Linked DNA regions of Danio rerio: region 1 is linked to region 2. The links are chromatin contacts, called in public HiChIP or PLAC-seq maps. All regions are on one chromosome and are shown on one strand. The core of a region is the stretch at or near the end of the contact, and the rest is flanking DNA. Distances in the headings are between cores, read along the strand shown. Region 1 holds the start of sipa1l1 (signal-induced proliferation-associated 1 like 1). Region 2 holds the start of rgs6 (regulator of G protein signaling 6).

What was found. HiChIP or PLAC-seq counts read pairs in DNA pulled down with a chosen protein or histone mark.
Region 1: a contact with region 2 is called in an H3K4me3 HiChIP or PLAC-seq map of gastrula embryo, with 3 times the contacts expected there. The contact joins the promoter of sipa1l1 here to the promoter of rgs6 in region 2. A contact is called at or near these places in 2 of 4 datasets of contacts at active chromatin or transcription factors (embryo and gastrula embryo).

Annotation. Positions count from the first base shown.
Region 1 is chr20:31,501,827-31,507,446 of GRCz12tu, forward strand. It overlaps sipa1l1 (signal-induced proliferation-associated 1 like 1), which reads right to left and starts at 2,926. Exons shown (of 21, transcript NM_001281792.1): 1 at 2,663-2,926.
Region 2 is chr20:31,374,249-31,379,453 of GRCz12tu, forward strand. rgs6 (regulator of G protein signaling 6) reads right to left here and starts at 3,125. Exons shown (of 18, transcript NM_001035263.2): 1 at 2,863-3,125. LOC141379283 (a long non-coding RNA gene) reads left to right here and starts at 2,635. Exons shown (of 3, transcript XR_012395806.1): 1 at 2,635-3,105.

The sequences.
Region 1 (5,620 bases), core at 1,676-4,175, 130 kb after region 2:
TTAATTATTTGACTTGTTTTTATTTTCTCATACTTGTCTCTTTTATTTCTGTTTATGTAAAGCACTTTGAAAACCAGTTGTGTAAGAAATGTGCTTTATAAATAAACTTGCTTTGCCTTGAAAATCAAAATGTTAATTCTGTTATCGTTTCCTCATCTTCAAGATGATCTAATCTTCAGAAGACAAAATACAGTTATTTTTGCTAATCTCTTATAATAGATAAACATGAATTTAAAATGTATAAAAAGGCATTGCAAAAGTAATCCAAATGAACAGTGTTCATGCAATGTGTGTAATCAATGCTTATATTTGAAAAAAGGTACTAAATTATATATTTTCATCAAATTAAGCACTTAATAGATTAAATATACCAAATATCTTCATTTGTGTTTCAAAAATTAACAAAAAAAGTCTAATTGCTTTGAAACATTCAAATAAAAAAATTAATACATTTTTACATTTTTGGGTGAACTAATCTTTTTAAGAAGTTGTCCAAACAGCAATGTGCATTTGAGGATCTATAATACCAAACTGCATTAGATAATACAAGTAAGCCTGGACAAACACAGGTATAAGCCATTACATCATACATTCCATTTCAATGGATGTGCTCCGCATTAAAATGCAGGACCGTCATCTGATAAATTAGATCACATCTGATGCAGACTTGTTATAAAATTGGATTCAGAGGTTACCGGCATACAAATCTTAAAAAACACACTTGCATAACCATAAAACAGACAAGATTAACCCAACTTCCATAGCAACAGCATATAGAAGAACAACACGAAAGGCTGCTAAAAGAACAAACACACACATAATTTGCTAAGCCCGAGGCAATGATAAAACCTTGTTTGTTCAACCTCAATCCAACCAGTATCTATAGAATCTGGAGCCACTCTACATGTGAAAAACTCTTGATAATCCCTCCACTGCCAATCATCCACCCAGGCGTCTTTTTTCCCTCACACATTTCCTTTTTCTACATGTTTCACAACATGTGCGTGTCCACCTACACACTCCCTTTCAATAGGCTACTTAATATTGGAAATGCGACACTGCCTGCAGATAGCTGCATCCTTGGCATTCTTAGATAGAGGCTGGGGAAAGAAAACATGAAATCTTACTAAGTTTTACAAATTAGGGAGATATCTGCTTGCTACTGACCTTATCAGAATCAAGGAACAAATGGAGCACTGTTTATCCGCCAAAAAATACGTAACAGGTGATTTCTAAAAGATCCATGCTACTCCACAGGTGGATCTAACATCAATAAAGTCAAAGTGTAACAATGGTCTGATTAACTCCTTTTAGACTAAGCAAAATCAGTAGCATTTCTGTTTAAAGACACAGCAACAGCTACATCTCAGGAATGTGATGACATAAACCTAAAGCTCCATCATGGTCATTTCAGAGATGTTCTGCATCTTCCATACATCCAAAGTTAAAAAAAGAATGCCAGAAAGCACTTCAATCATGGACCGGCTCTTCAAACCCACCCCCACACGAACTGCATTTAGAGCCCGGCCAATACACAGTGAGCACACACCACCCACACAACGAAGAAAAGACATGCAAATGACAAATCAGTGAAGCCCTTACAGGGAGAAATCTGAGTGAAGGGCCATTAGTCAACCTACAACACAGACCTCACAATTGCGACGTGACAAAATGTTATGCATAATAAATGCAATGTGATCTGCAGCCCATCGACTCCTCCACTTGGACACCTGATCTGATACTGTGAGAATGCAGCAGATTCCATAGATATTGGAGTTGGGAGTGAGCCTGTAAAGGCCAAAAGTCTAGCTCTAGAAAGGAGGCTCGCTACTTTTTGCCTTTGTTCTCAAATATCACAGACAGAGAGCCTTAAAATGATATAAATCATTGTGACTTTTAATAGTTAGAACTTCATTTTTCAGCATCATGACATCACCACATAACAGGAATATTTTCTGGATCACAAAAAACTGAAGGACAAGTGTTCATTTGTGAAATGATGCCTATTACTTAAAACTGCAATACATCTCCATGATATTTTCTAAATCTACAAAGAATTTTGAAAGGAAAAGAAAAATGCCTGAAATTTCCTGAATCATAAAAACTGAAGGACAAGTGCTCATTTGTGACAATTCAAGCACTTTAAAGTATCTCTTAATTATTTCCTAGTTAACCTTGGTTAACAAATTCCTCTCGTAATGATGAAAGACACGAGTCAGATTCACATTTGCTATGCTTGCATCAGGTTTATGAAGCTGTAATGTGGTAAAGAACTGTGTTCATGCCACATCTGGAGTTAAGATCAAAACTATTCACTATAACCTCGCTATCTTCACATCACACTGTCTTTTTTATGAGATAAAGACCAGAAATCACGACACAGAAGGCGGCTTGTTTATGTTGACATTCAGCCATGCGAGCATTTATCAAACACGATCTCCTTCACTGCAACTTTCTGACTGAATCTTGATTCCCTGTGGTAATCAGGTGAGTCGAGATCATTCGTTAAACCGCCGCTCAATGAATCAAACGCGGGCATTTTTGGAGACTGCAAAAACGCATTTCTCCGAGAAAACACATCCGTGGTCGCTTTTACATACATATATGCACGGCTGAAAGTTGGCATGGTCAGTTAAATCACAGACATGTTATCTGAACTCACCTTCCTCCCTCTCCACCTCGCGCGGTCTCTTCTCCAACAAAACCTTCCGATAAAAGTCCGACACGAGCGTCTCTCCGCCTCGTAATAATCGCCAGCTGAGCGCAGTCTGCGTGCGGCCGTTATTCCTGCTGTTTTTCCGGGAGGATTTTCAGCGTGTTTTTGTATCTACTCCAGCAGCAGCAGCACCGTTGGCCCCTGCGTCTCGTTCACAATTATTCAACTTCGAAGTTCATACAAAAGTTGCAGCTCCGCCTCGCTCTGCAGCTGCTGATGAGGTCACTGCAAGCCGCTGGTACGCTCCTGCAGGAGTCTCGCGATAGCTCAAAGCAGAGGGGAGCGTGATTTTAGAGGCTGTTTTTTTATCTGTGGGAATGGGCCCCCTATGGAGAGAGCTTATGGCAAGCCTTTTGAACATGTATTTGATAAAGCGCGCTAGTTTCTATTTGCATGGTACTTTAAGTGCCAGTAGCAACTTTGATTTTATAGTAGGGGGACACACAAAATGAGAGAAATGTTTTTGATTTAAATCCCATTTCCTGCATTTATATACATTTAGGGACTATGGTGATACAAAATCCTGGAAATAATCAGGCTGATTAGACAAATTTTCATTTCTAATATTAATCAAAAATGTAAAAAATAAGTAAATAAATAAATCAGTAAAGGGCATCATGGTGGCACAGTGGGTAGTACGATCACCTCACAGCAAGAAGGTTGTGGGTTCGAGCCTTGGCTGGGTCAGTTTCTGTGAGGTGTTCTCCCCAGGTTCACGTTGGTTTCCTCTGGGTCCATAGACATGTAGTATAGGTGGATTGGAAAGGCTAAATTGGTGTAGGCTTGTGTGTAAGTGAGTGTGTATGGATATTTCCCATGCAGTGATTTGTTGCGGCTGGACGGGCATCCGTTGTGTAAAACATATGCTGGATGGGTTGGCAGTTCATTCTGCTGTGGCGACTCCATATTAATAAAGGGACTAACCTAATAAGAAAATGAATCAATAAAACTTTTATGAACTGTTTGTTGAATTACTATTTTGTCATCCCAATAGCAAATGAGAGTGGTAAAATTAACGTTTCAATAATTATATTAAAAATGATTTTTAATGCTCTGCAACTGTAATTTTTGCATAAACAACCTCCCTTAATTAATAAATAATTAACTGTGTAGCACAAATTCCCAATGTGAGAATAACATCAATAGTTGTAGACAGATTTTGTCTGACAGAAAATACACAAACTAACCAAATTAACCAACTCCGTTACATCTCTGTTTATTCATCCATGTGGAAATTAAAGTCATGTGCTACTTCTTGGTATTTCATCACTGGCTGAAACGATAATACAAACGTGGGAGGGTTCTGAAAGCAGACTTGATGCAGTTGCAAGCTGAGCTGCATGCAATGCTTTTAATGCGCCTAACCCCACCCCTAAAGGCTGACTGATACTTCAGCCCTCGCCAAGGCTGACGCTGATGCTGACGCGCACCTCTCAAAAAGATGTAACTACACGTTGCAATGTCGCATAGCGCAATCTCTGTGATTGGTCAGCTTATTAGCAATGACAAGCGCGGCCATGCTGCGAGCCTGATAGAGCGATTGTTTACAAGTGTGGAGTCCCGTGTTCGAGCTCCAGATGAAGACTTTTGATTTGTGTTCACTGTAAAGTCGTTGCCCTCTGAAAAAGTGAGTTTTAGCATTCAGAAAAAAACAAACACCTGTGAAGAAACTCAACACAGAGGAACATAAAAATCTACTGCCAGCTAGCGTTACAGAAGTGTTATTGCAGAGCAACACAAACAGCATGCAGAAGTATAAATGCATGACTATGCGCAAGGTAGGCACTATGGCTCAAATCGATCACTCGATGCAAAAGTGTAAACCAGCCTTAACTCTACCCCTCACAGTGACATCACTAGCCCCATTGAGTGCGTTGTGTCTGACATTGCAATTCTGAGATATGCAGTCTCAGCTTTCAAATCCAAGTCTGCATCTAGATAGTACCTGCTATCTATAATATCCACATAGCAAAATATCTCTCTGGCCCACACAACCAGCTTTTGCTTGGCCCACATGCTGCAATGAATTACTGTACATGACTGGACCAAGTCTGACTTCCAGACAAGGGCCAAACATCGACCAAGTCTCAGCCAGTTAATAACCCATGACTGGGCCAGATATGTTGGTGTGTCACGACTGCAATGAAATTGATAAACTCATGAAGCATTGCCCTTTAGGTGCACTATGGGCATGCTTTTTCTCAAAGCATGCTGATTAGTAGAACTTTTTTTCCTTTATTCAAAAATAATAAAAATGTATTTTAAATGTAGGTCAAGATAGGCCAAACATACATGGCCCATATCCATTAATACAGGGGTCACCAACATGGTGCCCGTGGGCACCAGGTAGCCCTCCAGGTTCAGATGAGTTGCCCGTGGGCCTGTTCTAAAAATAGCTCACCATAGCACCACATATGAGTAAGCTGCATCTAATATTTTATAGGTATTCTTTTTAAATCAGACTTGCATTGGTGTATATTTAAAAATTACTTTAAGTTATATATATAAAAAAAACTTTAAAAACAATTTTAGACAAATGAAGTGTTGCATATTGATATTTATCTAACTTGTTAAATCATTGTTGACAACTACTGTGAGAAATCATTAACATGATTAATGTCTTCACATAGATGAATATTATTAATTATTAATAATAACATATAATTAAAAGTAAATTAAGAGAAATGTGTTATTTAATAACTGGTAGCCCTTCACACTAATCGGTACCCAAGAAGTAGCTCTCGGTTTCCAAAAGGTTGGTGACCCCTGCATTAATAGCATCTGGGCCAAATACTACTTTTGATATCTGGCCCAATTATTGTGCGCAACCTTAAAGACGGTGCCACCTCTGCCAAACCCAGGTCATGTTTGGCCCACATGCTGCAGCCATGCCAGATGAATGCC
Region 2 (5,205 bases), core at 1,875-4,374:
GGGCACAACAGAAAAGGAATGAGTCCCAGAACAGGTCCCAGACAATGAATTAGCCTTCCAGTCATGTTCACCTCTCGCCCCTTACCTCAGTATTCCTGGTCAAAATTGGCCAGTCCATTTTAAATGTTTAAAAAAATTTAAAACCAAGTTTTTACTCAACATTCTTCAGCTGTGAACAATGTCTCAAAGTAGTGTTTAACATGAATTTATAGAATTAGAGATAAAATAACAGCAGTGAAAATACAAATAGTGAGTAAGTGATTGAGTTGGGGTGGTGTACAGTATGTGGGGATTTTTTCTGTCTGATAGATGAATACAGTCTAGATACCCATTCATTTTCTATGGCCATCACTTTTGACTGAGAACAATCAATGAAAGCTGCATGCAATGTTTAAATGCATAGTGTGAAGGATAGCATAAGGCCTTGAGGCAATCTGATGTAAAACACAATATTTAGTGTGTTTGAAGTTGTAAATTTGTCAGATTTGACCAGAACACGACAGGAAGGTTAAATATCTACTATTGCCTGTGTAGGCTGAATGAGATATGAGAGATAAGGCAACGGTGAATATTCCCAAAAGTGATGTCAAATTATTACAATAGTTAAATTCTTGGAAAATAATGATCTAATTTATGCTGATTTTTAGCCCTTTTAGCGGTTCGATAATTCATATTCACTGTCATAGTTTGAAAAAAAGGTCTGGCTATTCATAAAAATGCATAAAATGTGTTTCACTGAGGAAAGAAATTATTTAAAAAAAGGGGTGCTATTGTAAGAGCCACACAGAGGACTGCCCTAGTTCTCAATTGTTGTTTACTTTCACACATTGAATTTGAACATGTTGATGATGCATTTGAGAATTAACCAATAACATTTTACTGAGTTTTTTGTTGTTGTTGTTGTTATCCTTTACATGTGCTGTGCAGTAGAAGCACAGTTTTAAATAGGAGGGAATTTATTTTTTTAAAAAAAACTTTTTCTAAAATTCCAGTCTTGCCAGATTGGGCGGTTTCCCAATTCCCAGCCAATAAGGAGGTTTTAAATTTATGTGGGTAAAAAAATGGCAGGGTGGTTTGACACCTTGAAACATAACTTTTATATGCAACTTATTCAACAAAGCAATTATGTGTCCTACTCCATTCAGTTAGTTGTGACAATGCATAGCACAAACCGTGTGGGCCCACTCGCAAGAGTGAAGGAAAGTTGTATCAAAATCTGACTCCCCGGACAAATCTGACTCCCCTTCGCAGCGTGACACTACATGACACTTTTATTGATTTTTATTTTTTTTCAATAATTGACAGCAAGAACTAATTGACAAACAGGACCTAATTATGTATAAATAAAAAAAACTGTAATAGGATGGATTCATAACCCATTTCGAAGGTAAAACATACTCTTCATGAGTAGTGTAATCTACACAAAGTGTGTGGGTGAGAGGGGGACAGTCTTTCGATGTGATTCAGTTATTTTGTGGTTCTGTGACGGCTGGTGTTGGTTGCTGTATGAGTAAAAATTATTACAGTTTACGTAACTAGATTAATTTAAATCAAACAAAATAAAATATGAATGTGACTATTTTCAATTTAATAAGGTTTTGTTCGTTTTGGCAGGTTTTGGACAGCTTTTGGGCTGGAAAAAGTCAACTAGCCTATATCTGGCAACACTGTGCTCAAGTGTCACAATTCGCGCCAATTCTAACATGTCAGAAAACAATTGGCTACAGTAAAACAGGTTGTAAACAATTTTTTCTGGTATAATAGCCTGCGATTTTACACGAGGTCTAAGTGCTTTAGCCCTTTTAATGGCTTAAAATCGGTAAGGTTCCTTAGGTGTCATTTGCTTTGACCGGGGAGGAATTCAGCTTTCCACACGTCTAATTGGTAGCTCAGAAAGCGATTTAATCGACCAGTCATAAATGGAGTCAACAAAAACAGACTGGTTTTTAGATTCAGATAACAAAGCAGGTATGTCGACATACACAACTTTCTATACAGCTACATGTATTTCTTTTAAAAACAATAACACATAGAAGTAGCTTACTTACTACCCGTTTTAGTATTAGAGCTCGTAAGCGAATGACGCATTACAAAACATTACTCGACCAAATAAAACCATCAATAAATACAAACATGAACTCAAATGGTCTTAAAACATCACCAAAAACTTTCCTAGAAAATTTTAAGATGGTTTTTATCATCGACTTATCTCAATTTAAAGAAATGGAAAGTGTCTTAGTTGCTCAAAACATATAAAGAAATATAGCCTACACACATTTGGTGTCCATTGCTGTGTATCAACTGCACGAGTTCCACAGACACATACACAAACATAAAAGACTCAATCGTCTGCTCTTCTTAAACAATATGCTGACTTATTTTCAGTAACCCTGGATTGCTTTTCCACACCGTCCACACGAGGAGCGGCGCGCGCGCTCATAACAGCTGTTAGTGATCAACACCAGCGAACCTAAAGGTAGAAATGTTATTAATTTGCGCGTGGGCATGATTTTCTAGAGCCGCATTGCACTACAAACATGTGCAGCTATTTAAAAAAAAAGACAAACAGCTGCTTTCAGAGCGCAATTCCCGCAGGAGCACCGGTCCCAATTCACACAGCACTCCACAGAGCGCGATGCCGAATATAGAGGCAGAAAAACCCTGTCACTGAAAGACACGCGCGCGCACAGCAGGGAGCGCGAGGCGACAGGATGATTCACTTCAAACTCACCAGCACTTCGGGAGCCACTCGAATCCAGCACTGGACATGACAATTGATCACTCCTGCGGGTCCGAATATTGCTATAAGTTTACAGCAGCACAATCACACACAAACAACTGCTGACTGAAAGAGCGCAATACCTTTGTAAGTACCGCCTCGTCCACTCCCGAAGCTCGATTTCCTCCTCCTTAGCAACCAGAAAAGAGCAGGTTCATGATCTAACTGGCGAGAAGGGTCTGGGATGAGGAGGATGATGATGGGGTGTTGGTGAGGAAAAAATGATGAAGAGACTCAGCGGGGGGTTTCTTCCACTCTGTCCGCCTCTCTCGCGCACTGGAGACCGGCGTGGGTGGTCGCTGCGTGGACTGGAGTGGAGTGTTCAGGTACAGTGTGAGGAAGGATCCTGGCATGTGTGCAGCTGAGTGTGAGAGAGTGTCAGAAACAGGGAGGGAGGATAACAGTGGGTGGGGGTTTTGGGGGTGGAGTGTCTCCCTCTGTATTTCTGGCAAGCTATTCTGAAACATGTATTTGTTTGATAAGAGAGTTTTTGCAGACAGATCAATTTAAATTTGGTCATGTGGTTACAGTCAATTGAGTAATCCCCTCTAATCCCTGTATTTGTCTCATTAGTACATCTATAAAACATTAAAATTAATTAGAAAAACAGCGGGTGTTAGGATTAGGGTTTAAGATTAAATGATATAAACCCCAACGTTTTTTTTTTTGACTATTTACTAAAACGAAAAGTTCCAGCAATGCTATAGAAAAACAAAAAGTCTTGGTTCCGCAAAAAATATATATATTTTTTTTGTAGGTCTTCTGCTGTGTAGATCAGGTGTTTTGAATGAAGGGCCAAAAACCAAATATTGTTGAGAGCTGTGGGCCGAAGGTAAATATACCAAACTATATTACATTAAAGTTGACATGGGTAATTTCCTAATTTATTTCATATGTCAAATTAAATAGAAAAAAATATTTCAAATCATGTTAACTAATGCAGTATAACTTTTTAAATTGTAAGTTAATGCAATAAAAACAAACAATTCTAACAGTGGAGTTCAATGCTGTACACACAAGTCAAGCAGAATCAGCCTTTGACTCGATTTGCTCACCAAAGTCTCTGCACTGTCGGGTGACAGTACTTGCAATTAAACAAAATCTTATTAATTTATGCCATATAATTTTAACATTTCATTTCAGTTAACTTTTAACAATAAGACAAAGGGTTACATTAAATTTGAATTGACAAACAGTCAGACTTGTTTCCAGTGCATGTTGGACTCCATCAGGGCTGCCCTGTCACCAATTCTGCTCATAATTTTTATGGAGAGAATTTTAAAGAGCAGCCTTGGGCTAGAGGGGGTCCAATTTGTGGACCAAAAGATTTCATTTCTGTTATTTGCAGACAATGTTGTTCAGTTGGTTTCTTCAAACAGGGATCTTAGGCATGTACTGGGGCGGTTTGCTGCCAAGTGCGACACGGCTGGGATGAGGATCAGAACCTCCAGGTCCGAGGCCATAGTGCTCTACCAGAAAAAGGCTGCCATCTCCAGGTTGGAGGAAGGTCCTTACCCCAGGTGGAGGAGTTCAAGTATCTTGGAGTTTTGTTGACGAGTGAGGGAGAGATGGAATGTGAGATTGACAGGTGGACTGGTGCAGTGGCAGCAGTAATGTGGTCGATGTACTAGTCCGTTGTGGTAAAGGAGCGGAGTTGAAAGGCAAAGCTCTGGATTTACCAGCCAATTTAGGTTAATACTCTCACCTATAGTCTTGAGCTTTGGGTCATGACTGAAATGACAATATCTTGGATACTAGCGGCCGAAATGAGTTTCTCTCACAGGGTGGCAGGGTGCACTCTTTTAGATAGTGTAGGGAGCTCTGTCATCCGGCAGGAGGTCGAAGTAGAGTCGCAGCTTCTTCACATCGGAAAAAGTCAGCTGAGGTGGCTCGGGCAACTGTTTCGGATGCCTCCAGGACACCTACCTAGGGAGGTGTTCCAGGCATGTCCCACCGGGTGGAGACCATGGGAAAGACTCAGGACACGCTGGAGGGAATATGTCGCTTGGCTGGCCTGAAAATGCCTTGGGATCTCCCCAGAAGGAGCTGAAAGAAGTGTCTGGGGAGAGGGAAGTCTTGGGTTTTTGCTGCCCCCGCAACCCGGCCCTGGAAAAACACTTGAAAATGAATGAATGAATGAATGAATCTCAAAACTTCCCATGCTTTTCCCCCTCATCTCAGATGGGATGGTAGGCCATATAAAAGGTTACCACAGGCCAACTTTAGCCAGAGGGTCTTAGTTTGGGCATCACTGATGTAAATGTTAAAAAATCTAAAAATAATAATAATAATAATATTAAATAAAAAAAAATTAAAAGTTAGTTTTTTCAACTGTAAAAAAAGTTAGTTTTTTCAACTGTTAAAAAAAAACTTGCACAATGAAAACTTTAATTGAATGTCAGCAAAGAACCAATTTTCAATGCTCA